Regions from separate parts of the Mus musculus genome. Here region 2 is linked to region 1. A link is a contact called in public ChIA-PET data. All regions are on one chromosome and are shown on one strand. Each heading gives the region's core, a stretch centred on a gene start, on an enhancer-like site or on the middle of the called end of the contact. The rest is flanking DNA. Distances are from core to core; before and after follow the strand shown. Region 1 holds the start of Metap1 (methionyl aminopeptidase 1). Region 2 overlaps Rap1gds1 (RAP1, GTP-GDP dissociation stimulator 1).

What was found. ChIA-PET counts read pairs in DNA pulled down with a chosen protein or histone mark.
Region 2: a contact with region 1 is called in an RNA polymerase II ChIA-PET map of memory CD8 T cells, with 13 read pairs. The contact joins the enhancer-like site here to the promoter of Metap1 in region 1. A contact is called at or near these places in 5 of 115 datasets of contacts at active chromatin or transcription factors (bone marrow-derived macrophages, cardiomyocytes, embryonic hindbrain and 2 more).

Annotation. Positions count from the first base shown.
Region 1 is chr3:138,487,940-138,495,163 of GRCm38.p6, reverse strand. It overlaps Metap1 (methionyl aminopeptidase 1), which reads left to right and starts at 5,782. Exons shown (of 11, transcript NM_175224.4): 1 at 5,782-5,906. The coding sequence starts at 5,793. Gm32553 (a long non-coding RNA gene) reads left to right here and starts at 7,103. Exons shown (of 2, transcript XR_001784010.2): 1 at 7,103-7,224.
Region 2 is chr3:139,037,883-139,044,266 of GRCm38.p6, reverse strand. All of the region lies in intron 2 of Rap1gds1 (RAP1, GTP-GDP dissociation stimulator 1), which reads left to right. Among named protein-coding and RNA genes, the nearest start is that of Rap1gds1, 34 kb to the left of the region's middle. Within about 2 kb of position 2,211, at least 138 of the 459 cell types and tissues checked have an H3K27ac peak or open chromatin away from gene starts, as enhancers often do. A contact at or near this core is called in bone marrow-derived macrophages and memory CD8 T cells, where this site is marked.

The sequences.
Region 1 (7,224 bases), core at 4,533-7,032:
TGATTAACAAGAACTAAGAAGGTCAGCAAATGTTCATCTGGTTAACTAGTATTGGGGCTGGATCTTAAAGAAATAGAATCAGGTGTGGGTCTTATATTGAAGTACTAACATTTGGGAGGCTGAGGTAGGGCTGGTATAACCCAAGGCCAGCCTGGGCTAGAGTTAGAACATATCTAGAAAAAAAAGAAGGAGGAGGAGGAGGAGGAGGAGAGAAGGAGAAGAAGAAAAGAAAAAAGAAAATCTATCTATCAACCATGTCATAAAAGGACCAAAGGGACAGCTGCCTGCAGAGATCATTACAGTGCAGCTTCCCTGAGTCCTGACTCAGAAGAACGTGACTTTTTGTGTAATCTCTCTCTCTCTCTCTCTCTCTCTCTCTCTCTCTCTCTCTCTCTCTCTCTCTCTCTCTCATGGAGTACACTGTAGCTGCCTTCAGACACATCAGAAGAAGGCACTGGATTCCATTACAGATGGTTGAGCCACCCTGTGGTTACTTAGAATTGAACTCAGGCTCTCTGGAAGAGCAGTCAATGCTCTTAACTGCTGAGCCATCTCTCTAGCCCCTGTGTTACATTTCTTTATGCCCCTCTCTCCCCAGTACTGACTAAAGGCTAAGCATGCTTTTCCTGGCTCTCAGAGTTTTGTCACTAGTTCTCCCATGCCCTTTATCCTTTTGCCAGTAGACACGAAGCCTCACTCGCCAATGGCGTGGCTGTCTTCCCCCCCCCCCTCAAACCCCGCACCCCCGTCTCCTTTCTCTTCTAGCAGCTGCCCACATTTACAGCTTTCCTGCCTTGTTTTTCTCTAAACTCTAATAAAGTTGTTCTCAAGTTTCCCTCTCAGTCAATTTCTAAATTCTTTTATTAATAAGAGTGAGGTAGCCGGGCAATGGTGGCACACGCCTTTAATCCCAGCACTTGGGAGGCAGAGGCAGGCAGATTTCTGAGTTCAAGGCCAGCCTGGTCTACAGAGTGAATTCCAGGACAGCCAGGGCTATACAGAGAAACCCTGTCTTGAAAGAAAAATAAAAAATAAATGTGAGGTTAGGAGAAGTAATCTAAATATTTCCTATCAAAAGTGAACTATAGGACCTTAACCTTTGGAAGGCTCTTCTGGAACCTTCACCACCTTGTAAAATGGTGTTTCCACAAAGGTCTTGCTGCATTCCTGAAACTTGTGTGGCCTGGAGTGGCTGACCTGGTTCCTTATTTTCTTCATTTCCTTCCCTCTGAGTTTTTGAAAATTAGGCACTTTCTAAAGCATATGTGATTGGACTCCACCCAGTGGGGGAAAAGACACAGTACTCTGGAGTTAGGATAGAAACCCATCGTATTTCCTACCATGTGCTTGCTGCTCGAATGAAGTAACACACTCTTTTGCAAAAGTAAATGCTGTCTTGCCGATGAAGAAGAAGAAGAAGAAGAAGAAGAAGAAGAAGAAGAAGAAGAAGAAGAAGGAGAAGAAGGAGAAGAAGGAGAAGAAGGAGAAGAAGGAGAAGAAGGAGAAGAAGGAGAAGAAGGAGAAGAAGGAGAAGAAGGAGAAGAAGGAGAAGAAGGAGAAGAAGGAGAAGAAGGAGAAGAAGGAGAAGAAGGAGAAGAAGGAGAAGAAGGAGAAGAAGGAGAAGAAGGAGAAGAAGGAGAAGAAGAAGAAGAAGAAAAAGGCACTTCAGGTCAGGGGAATAGAATGATAAGAAACTATAAGAATGAAATTGCAGGGTTCAGCTGGCAACCAGGCAGTTAGCTATTGCAAGAGGGCCAAGGCCCAACGTAAGGAATCATGACAGAAGGGGCTCATAAATTGAGCCAGAGCCACACATAAACAACATGTTTTGAACATTGCAGGTGATATATATATATATATATATATATATATATATATATATATATTCCCCAGTTTGGGTTTGTTTGATATAGGATCGGTTTTGTAGATATGCCAACTTCTTCATGGTTCATATAAGAAAATGTACAAAATTGATTTGTACTTTCCTGTATATTTTCTGTATATTAGACAACATGTTTCTCCATTGTAAGGTTACTGTCTTTCCTTTTAAATGTTTTATAGGGAATTATATAATGAGCTATGTAAAGATATGGTGAACTGCAAAAGCCCTTTGATTCAGCAAGTGAAAGAGGAGACACACAAAGTCCTAGGGTGCTTACTGATACCTTTATAGTAAATGACAATTAAAAATAGCCTGTATTCCCATTATTAGTGTCTTTGGTTTAGAAAATTATTCATACAATAGAATATATGCAGTCACTAAAGTCTGAGAGAAAAGTGTATTAGTAACAATAAAAATAAGTCTACAATACAGTAATGAAAGCAAGTAAATACATTGCATTATATGGTTCAGTTAAAATATATTTTATAAATTTGTGTGGTATATATGTGCATTTGCACCTGGGTTGTGTGGTGGTCTGAATAGGTTTGACCACCGTAGATCCATGTGTTTGACTGCTTCGCTCATAAGGGAGTGGCACTATTAGGAGGTGTGGTCTTGTTGGAGGAGGTACATCACTGTGTAGGCGGGCTTAGAGGTCTCCTATGCTCAAGCTTCACCCAGTGTGGAACAGTTTCTTTTTGGCTGCTTTCCGATCAAGATAAGAACACTCAGTTCCTCCAGCATCCTACCTGCCTGCATGCTGCCATGCTTCCCGCCATGATGGCAATGGACTAAGCCTCTAGAACTGTAAGCCAGCCCCAATGAAGTGTTTTCTCTTATAAAAGTTGCCTTAGTCATGGTGTCTCTTCACAGCTATAACACTGACTAAGGCAGGGTGCATGTTGGGAATCAGAGGACAACTTTGTGCAGTTACCTCCCCCCTTCCACCTCTCCATACGTTCTTGGACTGGGGTCACGATGTTTGAAGGGCAAGAGCTCTTACCACTGAGCCATCTTGCCAGTCTTCTCTATATATTTTATACGTATTAGGACTTGATGAGCCTTTCAGTTGTGACCCTTTTTGCCTGTGACCCTATTTACCCAACCTTAAGTATAGAGGTATATATAACCGTATACAAACCAGACATTCACTGATAGTAAATTCCAAAGACCTTTACTTTGGTTCTTTAGGGCCAGTAAGATGGCTCAGCTGGTAAAGGCACTTGATGCCAGGTCAGCCTGTGTGTATTCCATCATTGGGAGTCACATGGTAAAAGGAGAGAAACAACCCTCCAACATGTCCCCCGACCTCCAAATGCCTGCCACAGTGTGGGTCAACACAACATACACATACTATTCTTTTTCATATGTAGAATAATTTTTAAAGGATATTTAAAATATATTTTAATTCATGTGTATGTATCTGTGTGAGTATCTGTGTGTGTACAGATGACCATGGGCAGCAGAAGAGGGAGAAGGACCCCCAGGGGCTACAGTCACAGTGGTTGTGAGCTACCTGACACAGGTGCTGAGAACTGAACTCAGGTCCTCTGCAAGAGCAGGAAGCTCTCTTAAGTGCTGAGCCATCTCTCCAGCCCCTAGAAAAATTTAACATAATACCTTTTATTAAAGATAAGAGCAAATTTGCTCTATTGAGACATGTGTGCTTGTTTATTCTACATAAAGAAATCTAGAACTGGGTGTAGTAGCTCTTGCCTTTAATCCCAGCACTCAGGAGGCAGAAGTGGATCTCTGTGAGTTGGAGGCCAACCTGGTCTACAGAGCAAGTTACAGGACAGCCAGGACCAGGACTACAGAGAGGAAACCCTGTCTAGAAAAACCAAAGAACAACAATGGGGGGGGGGGAGAGAGAGAGAGAGAGAGAGAGAAGAGAGTGGGGGAGAGGGAAGGAAGCTTGGTAGAATATTTGACACTATAGGTCATAAAGTATCTTTAGTTTTTCATAGTTGATTAGTATCTTTTTTTTTTTTTTTTTGGTTTTTCGAGACAGGGTTCCTCTGTGTAGCCCTGACTGTCCTGGAACTCACTCTGTAGACCAGGCTGGCCTCAAACTCAGAGATCCGCCTGCCTCTGCCTCCTGAGTGCTGGGATTAAAGGCGTGTGCCACCACGCCCGGTTTGATTAGTATCTTGATTTATAGTTGTCAATGTTGAGAACGCTGTTTCTCATGGTTCAAATAGCAGAAGTCTCTTTTTGTCTGTTTAAAAAATTGTTGGAAATTCTGTTCAATCCAAACCAAAGACCACTTAATAACTTTTTCAAAATGAAATTAAAGTCAGTAACTCAAAACAGCAATGCCTGGACGCAAATATTCAATTCTCTATGCAGAGTTCTAGCCACTATAGGATTGCTGCTATTGAGGCTAACTCAATCCAAAGACAACCTGATTGGATACATAATGAAGAATGACAGAAGAATACTAGATGTCTCTGTCTTCTGTAAAGAAACCAGGATGTGTTTGTCACTGCCTATGTGACAGCACCCGCAATACAGAGTGTACGTGCAGTGGATGCAGGATCAGACTGCAGAGAAGTCCAATGCACATGCTGAGTGTTGCGTTTAATTCTGAAATAACTTTTGGTTGTTAGGCTGTCAAAAACTGCTTACTATTGCCAAAAATTTTGTTACTCCATATTTAGAAGTTGAGAGCCACAGTTTAGGAAGCTGGGATTTATACAGTTAGATGTCATATACAAACATATACACATATGCAGTCACTAATTTTCTTAAATGTATACATTTTTATTAAAAGTTTACAGTGGTTGGTTATACAGGAAAAGTTATTCAAGAAAACATGAGCTTTTCTGGTGTATTAAGGTGGAAAAGATTTTTTTAAAAGTCACAGCATTCCTCTAGCAACAAACAAACAAAAAAAAAAAATAGAAAACGGCAGTTGTTGTCTACTGATTATGTGTTTGAAAGATTTAGGCTACCGGGTTGTATCTGATAAACTCTAGAGCCTTTTAATTCTCGCATTTCTTTTCTTTTCTCTTTTGGTTTGTTTTCTGAGACAGGGTTTCTATGGGTAACCCTGGCTATCCAAGAACTTACTCTGTAGACCAGGCTGGCCTCCAACTCAGAGAGATCTGCCTGCCTCTAGATCTGAGTGCTAGGTTTAAAGTTTGGCATGCGCTACCACTACCCGGCTAACCCCCCTCAATTCTTGATTGGTGGAATTCGCTCAAACTATAAAATCAGATAATATATATATATTTTAAATCATCGATATTGAACTATCTGGCAGCTACTAGCGCTATGTATTTCAATAGCGGGGTGTGGAAAGACATGAGGAAGAGCGTATTTCAGTCCCATCTCGGTCCATTGATATTTTTTTAAGAATGAGCGTAATTTTTTCTTTCTTTTTTATTTTGAGGAGAACACTGGCAGAGAGAAGCGGAACTCAGAAAAGGGAATTAGTCCCCAAGAAGCTCCCGGCGAACCAAACTGAGGAATCCACGCCCTTCCCAACCACCTGCGAGTGAATGAAACACCGAAGGCTCAAGAATTTCACGCTCGGGGTCCCAACGTCATGGGGTGTAGGATCTCCGCTGACCCCACGTGGCGTCGCCGCCACCGCAAGCCTTGGGGCGGGGCAGGGGAGGCGGCGTAAAGGCTGCCGGGCGGGTCGCCACTACGCGTGCGCGGAGAGGGCGTGGCTGTCAGGGCGGGGGGTCGGCCGAACCGGAGGGAGGGGCGGGGCAGCAGGTGAGCGCGCGCTAAGGGGCGGGGCCCTGGCCGCGCGTGCGCGGAGGGGGGCGGGGGCGCGCTGCGTAGGGGCGGGCCCTGGTCCTCCCGGTCCGGCGCCTAGGCCTGCCATCGGAGCTCCTCCCCGGCTGGGTCCCTCTCCCCGCCCTGTGGCGGTTCCTCCCTCCTCCGGCAGCCAGGCAGCATGGCGGCGGTGGAGACGCGGGTGTGCGAGACGGACGGCTGCAGCAGCGAGGCCAAGCTCCAGTGTCCCACCTGCATCAAGCTGGGCATCCAGGGCTCGTACTTCTGCTCGCAGGTAGCCGCCCACCCCGCGCCCCTCCGGTCCTCCGCCTCTGGGCCTTGTCGCCTCCCGCTCGGGCCTCCGAGCGGCCCGGGCCTCGGGAGCCGGGAGCCCGGCCGCCGGCGCTCTCGGGGGCGGAAGCTGACCTGCGGCGGGTTCGGGCCAGGCCTCCGCGGTCCCGTGGGCGGCCAGGTGTGTGCGCAGGTAGGGACGCGCGGGAGCCGGTAGCCCAAGACCTCCGCCGAGCCGGGGTCGGGTCTGGACGCCGCTGGCCGCGCTCCCGGGGCTTCTCTCCGGTGTCTCTGCAATCCCGGACGGAGACGGAAGCGACCTGCCGGGGCCTGGGGGTGGCTGCAGTCTCCCGTAGAGGAGAGCTGTTTCAGTCTCACTTCTTTTGTGTTTTACTACCGCGCTTTGACATTTAAGTAACTTTGAGTGTAGGCGTGGAGAGAGGTCGGTGTAATTCATTCTTTTCCGTTGGCATCTCAGATTATTAATTTGAGAACCGGTAAGGTAAAGAGATGAGTCACTTCTGTTACTGAAGTTCCTGGAGTAGAAAGGACAGTCCCGCAGGGGTTGTGCTTCAAGGCTCCGACGTAGTTTTTGTGCAACTGAGCAAACCTAGCACTGAGTGGGGCCCTGACAGAAGTGTGTATTTATTGAACAGTATTTGTGTCCCATCGCGTTTCTAGACTCAGAATAATGGCAAGGCAAGTAGTAGATGGTTATTAGGCTCTTAGTTACAATTTGTTGAGGAGAAGAATATAAGTACGTTGGTAATAAACTGACAGGTTCCTGGGAGAGGGGAGTTAATAGGCCAAAGACCTTGGCATGCTAGTTTTTCTGAGAGCTTGAGTAAGTGAAATTACTTAAGTTCCCCAGTTTCAGTGTTACTCTATACAGAGAGAATGAGGGTACCTTTCATTCTGTATTGTACAAGATTGTGCTGACAATGAAATTAAGGAAGACCCTGTAGCCCTATCATTTAGAGACGTTTTGTTTTTTAAAGGATTCCACTACAATTTAATGCTGGTATCTAGATAAAGTTGAAGAAGAATAATTATGTCACCAGTGGTAAGTGATACATGCCTTTAATCGCAGCACTTGGGAGTCAGGCAGGCAAATCTGTCAGTTCTAGGTCAGCCTGGTGTACAAGCAAGTTCCAGGACGGCCAGGGTTCTGGGGTGGGGGCGGGGGTGGGGTGGGGGGAAGAATAGTTATATGAAAATAGCAAAACCAACTATTTTCTAAGATAAAATAGATGGAAAGATAAAATAAGATGAAGCCAATGATTAAAAGCCTTAGCAATTGTAGTAAACCATTGCAAGAGTCC
Region 2 (6,384 bases), core at 962-3,461, 550 kb before region 1:
GGTAAGAATTAGAAGACTTGAATGCTCACTGGAGTACATTTTGCTTAAGCAAGTACTCTGTATAAATCTCTGATCTAAATTAACAACATTCACTCATATAAACGCTTTGATCTCACTTTTTAAATATTTTTAGTAAATACAGGAAGGCCACCAGCCAAGAAATCAGGCTGTTTGTTCTGGTTTCATTTGATTCTGCTTATAGCTACATGACTTTCAGCAAGTGTTTGCTGAGTTCTAGTATGGTTACAGTGTTTCATTCTCATTTGGGAATTTAAAACAGTGAATAGCCTGTGGTATCCAAATATTTTGGGGTCTCGGTCACCTTGCAAGAGAAACTACTAGAGGATCCAGAGGTGTCCTGCAGCTCATTCTACTGTTTTTAAACTTCCACCTGGCTGTAATTCTAAGCACGTACTTTTGTGTACAAGTTGTTCATGCAACTTCTCTGAATGTGTGTGTCTTGTTAGTCTTCGCCTGTGCTATGCCTTTAGTAGTAGCAAAACTTGCTTCTGTATAAGGGACTGAAAAACCAGATATCAGAAGCTTCACTAAATCTACTCTTAATGATGTGCTGCTATGTGGAGAAATGGAAAAAAAAGTATTGTTTAACTTTTTCATAGCATTGTCTAGAATAAATTTCACTCTTTTTTTCTTCCCCATTATCAAATGCAGAAATAGAAGTTGTTTTCTGTGCAGGCTAAATTCAGTTGTTTATTTTTATTTATGTTATATTTCTTAGTTGTTGTTTCCATGGCTTGCTATATGTTTATGGCTAATACTAATGATATACTATAGGTTTTTTTTGTTTTGTTTTGTTTTAACCAAAGAAATAGAGCATTTAAGAATATGTGAGGGGCTGGAGAGATGGCTCAGCAGTTAAGAGTAGTATCTGCTCTTCCAGAGGTCCTGAGTTCAATTCCCAGCAATCACATGGCAGCTCACAACTGTCTAAACTCTACTTCCAGGGAATCTGACAGCCTCAAAGACCATCCCACATTTAAAAAAAAAAAAAAGAAAAGAAAAGAACATGTGAAAGAGGGCTAAAGAGGTGACTCCTCAAACAGAAGCACTTGTTGCTCCTGCAGAGGACCCATATGCAGCTCCCAGCATTCACATGGGCCTCATAACCACCCTAAACTCCAGTTTCATGTGATCCAGTTCTTCTGACCTCTGTGGGCACAAGGCATGCATATGTGCACATACATCAGTGTAGGAAAGAACAAAAGAAAAAGGTAATGTATGACCATCTCAGCTAAACTAAAGAAGTCAGGTAAAAAGCCATGGTAGTTCTGATGAAGTGAGTCTTTAAGACCTCCACCTAATAATGGTCGTTAAAACTCCATGCAGCTCACTTAGGAAATAAGATAAACCAATTAAACATATCTGTGCCTTCATCAAAACTAGGAGATAGGTTTCACATTATTAGGAGAAAAAAAAAAGCGTAGCTTACTCAGTTAAAGATACTTTCTAGAGAGATTTTTGCCAAGACTGCATAAACTACCCAGTAAGAACAGAACAGGAAACCATGCACCCTAGGGTGAGAACCACCATTTCCTTTTTCTTCAGAGAGGAAACTCCAGACTGGGTAGGGCATTTTTTAGACCTTTGTCTTGGGCTAGATTGCAGTACTGGCTGTTTAAAAGTTCATGGGAAACCAAGCTTAGTGGTGCTTGCTTGTGGCTCCAGTTAAAGGCTGGAGGGGGGAGGAGCTTCAGGTTGAAGAATCACTTGAGCATGCAAGTGATATATGCAAGGTCCTGTGACAAAGGTGGCACACAGATCTCACGTGCCAATCAAGAGGACTATTATGGGGAGTGAAGGAGTTACTCGAAACTCTTGGATGCCTGGTGAAATGCAAGAACCAAGAAGAAGTTAAGTGACTATAGAAATAAGAATAGCACAAGATTATAAGACATGCAATACTAATTAATTTTGTGTTAACCATGACCATAATACCAGCCAGAAACAAGAGAGGGAAAGTTGATTTTTTTTGAATCAGAAGGTCCAGTCCATCATGAAGAGGAAGAGGAAGAGGAGGAGGAGGAGGAGAAAGAGGAAGCACAGTGATGTAAGCATGAAAAGCCAAGCAGTCGGGAGGGCCAGCAGCAGGAAGGGAAGCAGGGCAGGACTGGGGACGGAGGAGAGGGGAAGCACGCACGCTGAGCTAGCTTTTTCTTTCCCCCACCTTTCTTCTGTCTGACTCCCACTTAGCCCATGGGGTGATGCTACCCACATCCAGAATGTGTCTTCTCACCCTGGCTCTGTTGTCTCTTGAAGCACCCTCTCAGATAGCAAGGGGTGTTCCTCTGAGCTTCCTTGATCATTGCAAATTCAGTCAAGTTGTCCGTGACAAGTAACTATCACACACACTAAGTCCTTTTGGTTGGTTAGACGTGAGAGGTTTTGAAAGAAAGTCTAGGTATTCATCTCAGGTCTTTACCATTACTGTATTTAAGTTGTATTCAATTACTCATTGAATCAAGATTTCTGCTGAGGTATATAAAGAAGAAAGCAGAAAACAAACAAAACCCAAATATCTTAGCTACCAAAAACATTCTTTTTCCCAATAAAAACGATTTATGAAGCAGTTACCAAAAACAAACAACCCACTGTAACTTTTACTAATATCATTAGGTAAGCTTTTGAAAACATAAAAAGGAAAAACCGAGTCAGAAACTTTAAAACCTAAGTGTGTAAAGGCCAGGAAGATGTAAAGTTAGGGTTGACCAGAAGAAATGAAAGAACGTGACAAGCACTTAAGAAATTTATAGTAAATTAAATGTGGCTGAAAATATGGGAAAGAAAAGGTTGAAATTAAAAAATAAAAAAAGAATGAATCAGAGAAGACATGATTAATATCAAAGATAGATCAGTATCATTTCTGTAAAGGTGATGTAATTAGAGTCCTAAAGACAAACCAGTCAAAGAAAGCAATACAGAAGATAAACATCCTACAAATAAAGGAAGACTGACCTCTATCAAAAGGATCCAGCAGGTACTTGTAAAAATTGACCTTTCATGTCACAGTGACCCACAGTAAAATTCTTAGGATTTTTAGATTTTATTTGATTTTATAGCGATCATTCCGACACTGAGTTGTTGTCGGTAAAGACCACGTGAAGCTCTAGTACGATACGGTTACGTCATTGAGTGAAGTTAACTGATGTCCTCAGTCATGTGTAAGAATCTTCATTATTAGCAGATCTAGTTGCTGTTGGTTAAGGGGCACAAATATGAAAGCTCTCTAAGTAAAGAACCTGTAACTTTGAGAGTGCTTAGCACTCATGTCAGCATTACAAGGTATGGCTCCATTCCTCCTGACACAGAGTCACCCATGTGCTGTGTGCTTCCGCCGCTTGGCCTTCAGGAGCTGCCTCAGTTTTCAGTGCTGTGTCAGGTCAACTTCTCTGAAAGGTTGACCCTGGTAGTATCTTCTTACTTGTCCTCAAATGGCCTTTATGTTACTTAGTAATGGCCCCCAACTCAAAAGTGGTAATGTTTGCCATTTGATGATGCTAAAGAGAGCCCACCAAGTATCCCCTTTAGATGAAAAGGGAGGGGTTCTCACTGAACAGAAAGAAAAAAAATGTATGCCGTTATTACAAAGGTCCGTGGAAACAACCAACCTTGTTTTTCACCCATAAGCTATGGAGAAGGAAAGACTTAATGCTAGTTGTGCTGTTAGACCTTAAACTAAGCTAGAGAGGAGTAGGTGACAAAATAGAAAGGACATTAAATTTGTGGGTGGGAACGTGAACAGAAACGTGATCTGATGGATCACAGTGTATTGTGCCAGATAGTGCTAAGCCTCACTTTATCTTGCCATATAGGCAATGTTCTATCTGTCATCACGAGAGAGAGAGAGAGAGAGAGAGAGAGAGAGAGAGAGAGAAGGAGAGAGAGAGAGAGAAGGAGAGGGGTAAACAGCAAGATACTGTGAGAGAATAAGAGCACGTTGATATATCTTTTGCTTTAACTATTCTGTTTTGTTATTAGTTATTGCTAATCTCTTAATTATAAGCTAAATTTCACCTTAGGTAAGTGTGTTTAGAGGAATAATATATATTCTATATTAATTAATCAAGGTACCAGCAGTTATGGAGACTACTGAACTATCGTATAGTCTTGATAGTACCTTGGCACTCAGGTGATGGAAGACAAGTAACTCAGAGTAAGAGGATGTTCGGCACCCTGACGATGCCATTCATCCACTCAGGAAGACTAAGCCCTGTGGTTTTGTTTTGCCTCTCTTAAAATTTGAGACATGGTATTACATTGTAGCCCCGGCTGGACAAGAACCCACTATGTAACTCATGTTGGCCTCAAATGTAAGAGGTTCCTATCTTGCCTCAGTCTCCTGAGAATTGGGATTGCAGGGAGATTATAGCTGGTTCTTTGTGGTTTGTGGTTCTCCAAAGGCAATACTGTCATGTTCAAAACATGAAAATCTAGGTAAAACACAATTAGTGATTTCCTTAGTCTGAGACAGGCTGGTTTAAACCAAAGATACTTACTTTGGCTCCTCACCTAGGGGTCTAAAGTCAAGGTGCTTCAAATGGTAATGTCTTCTGTTGACAAAAGACCTGAAGTAGACCAGTGTCACATGGCCACATGTAGGGAACATGAGCACGTCTGTGTCTTTACTGGTTATATCTGGGCTGCTTAGTTTTCTGTTAACACAGACTGGAGTCAGTTCCCCCACCAGATTGGCCTCTGGGCAGGCTTGTGGTACATTATCTTGATTGTTGACCAACGTAGGGGAGGCCCATTCGCTGTGGGCAGCGCCATCCCTGGACTGGTAGACCTAGGTGCTGCCATAAAGCAGACTGAGCAGGCCGTGGGGAGCAGGGCCAGTGAGTAAGGTCTGCGGCCTCTGCTTCAGTTCCTGCCTCTGCGTTCCTGCTGCACGTTTCTCCTCTGACTTCCTTTCATGTGGGACTGGTTTCCTCCCTACATTGCTTCTGCTTCTGACTTAATCAACCAAGGGGAACAAAAATGACAAATCTCTCTCAAACAAAGAACCAGGAGTTTTTCTACTCTCTGGATTTATATTTTCTTTGGAGTTTTCAGCCAGAACTCCACAAAATGATAGTCTTGCATCTTTCCCATAAAACTAACATTGGCTTGAACTTTCAAATTAGTAATAAGCAAGAAGATGCCTGGTGCAGTATTTTAGTTTCTAATATTCATAGCACTCTTTAAGAATGCTTCTCCGTTAAATGCAGCCCCTTGATTTTATGTCAAACTCCCTTTTCATTAAAAAAAAAAAAAATCAGTCTGAGTAGAGTGGATTTGAAAACAAAAATCAAGTACTTTAAATACTAAGCCCTTTGTAGTCAAATAAGTTACTTTTAAAGATAGTAAAGGTCTATTGTGTTTATTTTTTTGCCTTTTTTTTTTTTTTTTTTTTTTGGGTTTTTTGAGACAGGGTTTTTCTGTATAGCCCTGGCTGTCCTGGAACTCACTCTGTAGACCAGGATGGCCTCGAACTCAGAAATCTGCCTGCCTCTGCCTCCCGAGTGCTGGGATTAAAGGCGTGCGCCACCACGCCCGGCTGTGTTTATTTTTTTAAGCTATTAAAATTATTGTTGGATAGTACTAACAATACGGGAACTTTTTCTTAAGGGAAGAAAATAGAAAATTTATACTGAATGTAATAATGAGGTTCAGATAATTTGTATGACCTTTATTAAAAAATAAATGCTGACTTAAATTAGTACAAAATAATTAAGAATGATAAGAATGTAATAGAGGAAATGTTTATTCATTAATTGGCCTAGGAAGCATAGGTTATATTCTCAAATAATAATATGTACCTACCAAAGTCTTCAAAACTACATTAAATTAAGGATTAATTGTACCAGAAAATTCATTAAAAGGCTGGCCGCTTTGGGAAACAGGGCAAGTTTGACTGCACTGCGCCCACGCCATTACCAGGCAGGCTTCAGGGAAGCACTAGACACTGCTCGGGGTGAGAAAGCACAGTCTGGGATGTGAGAAAGCTGAAACTGGGGTTCCCTGCCTTCCACAACCGCCCCCCCCGCCCCCCGCCCGCCGCCGCTGGAGAACCATACAGAGAAGTCGGGAACAAAGTGTCCGGAATCCACAGGCCCACTACGGGTCCCGGACCAGAGGCTCCCAAACTCCTGGACATCTAGGCCCGAGTCACTAGGAGATGGGAGCAGAGCTGGGGACCCACAGACAGGGTGGGGGTGGGGGAATGGGGAGCTCCGGCTTAGCTTGGCGGCGGTGATTGTCCTTAGCTTGGGGCGGTGGTGACTGGAAGCACAGAGAGGTCTTCTATGGGAGAATTAAGCTGAATGGCTTCTCCATGCTCCCCATGGCAGATCTTGAGACAGTCCATGGTTCTAAACTGTTTATTGA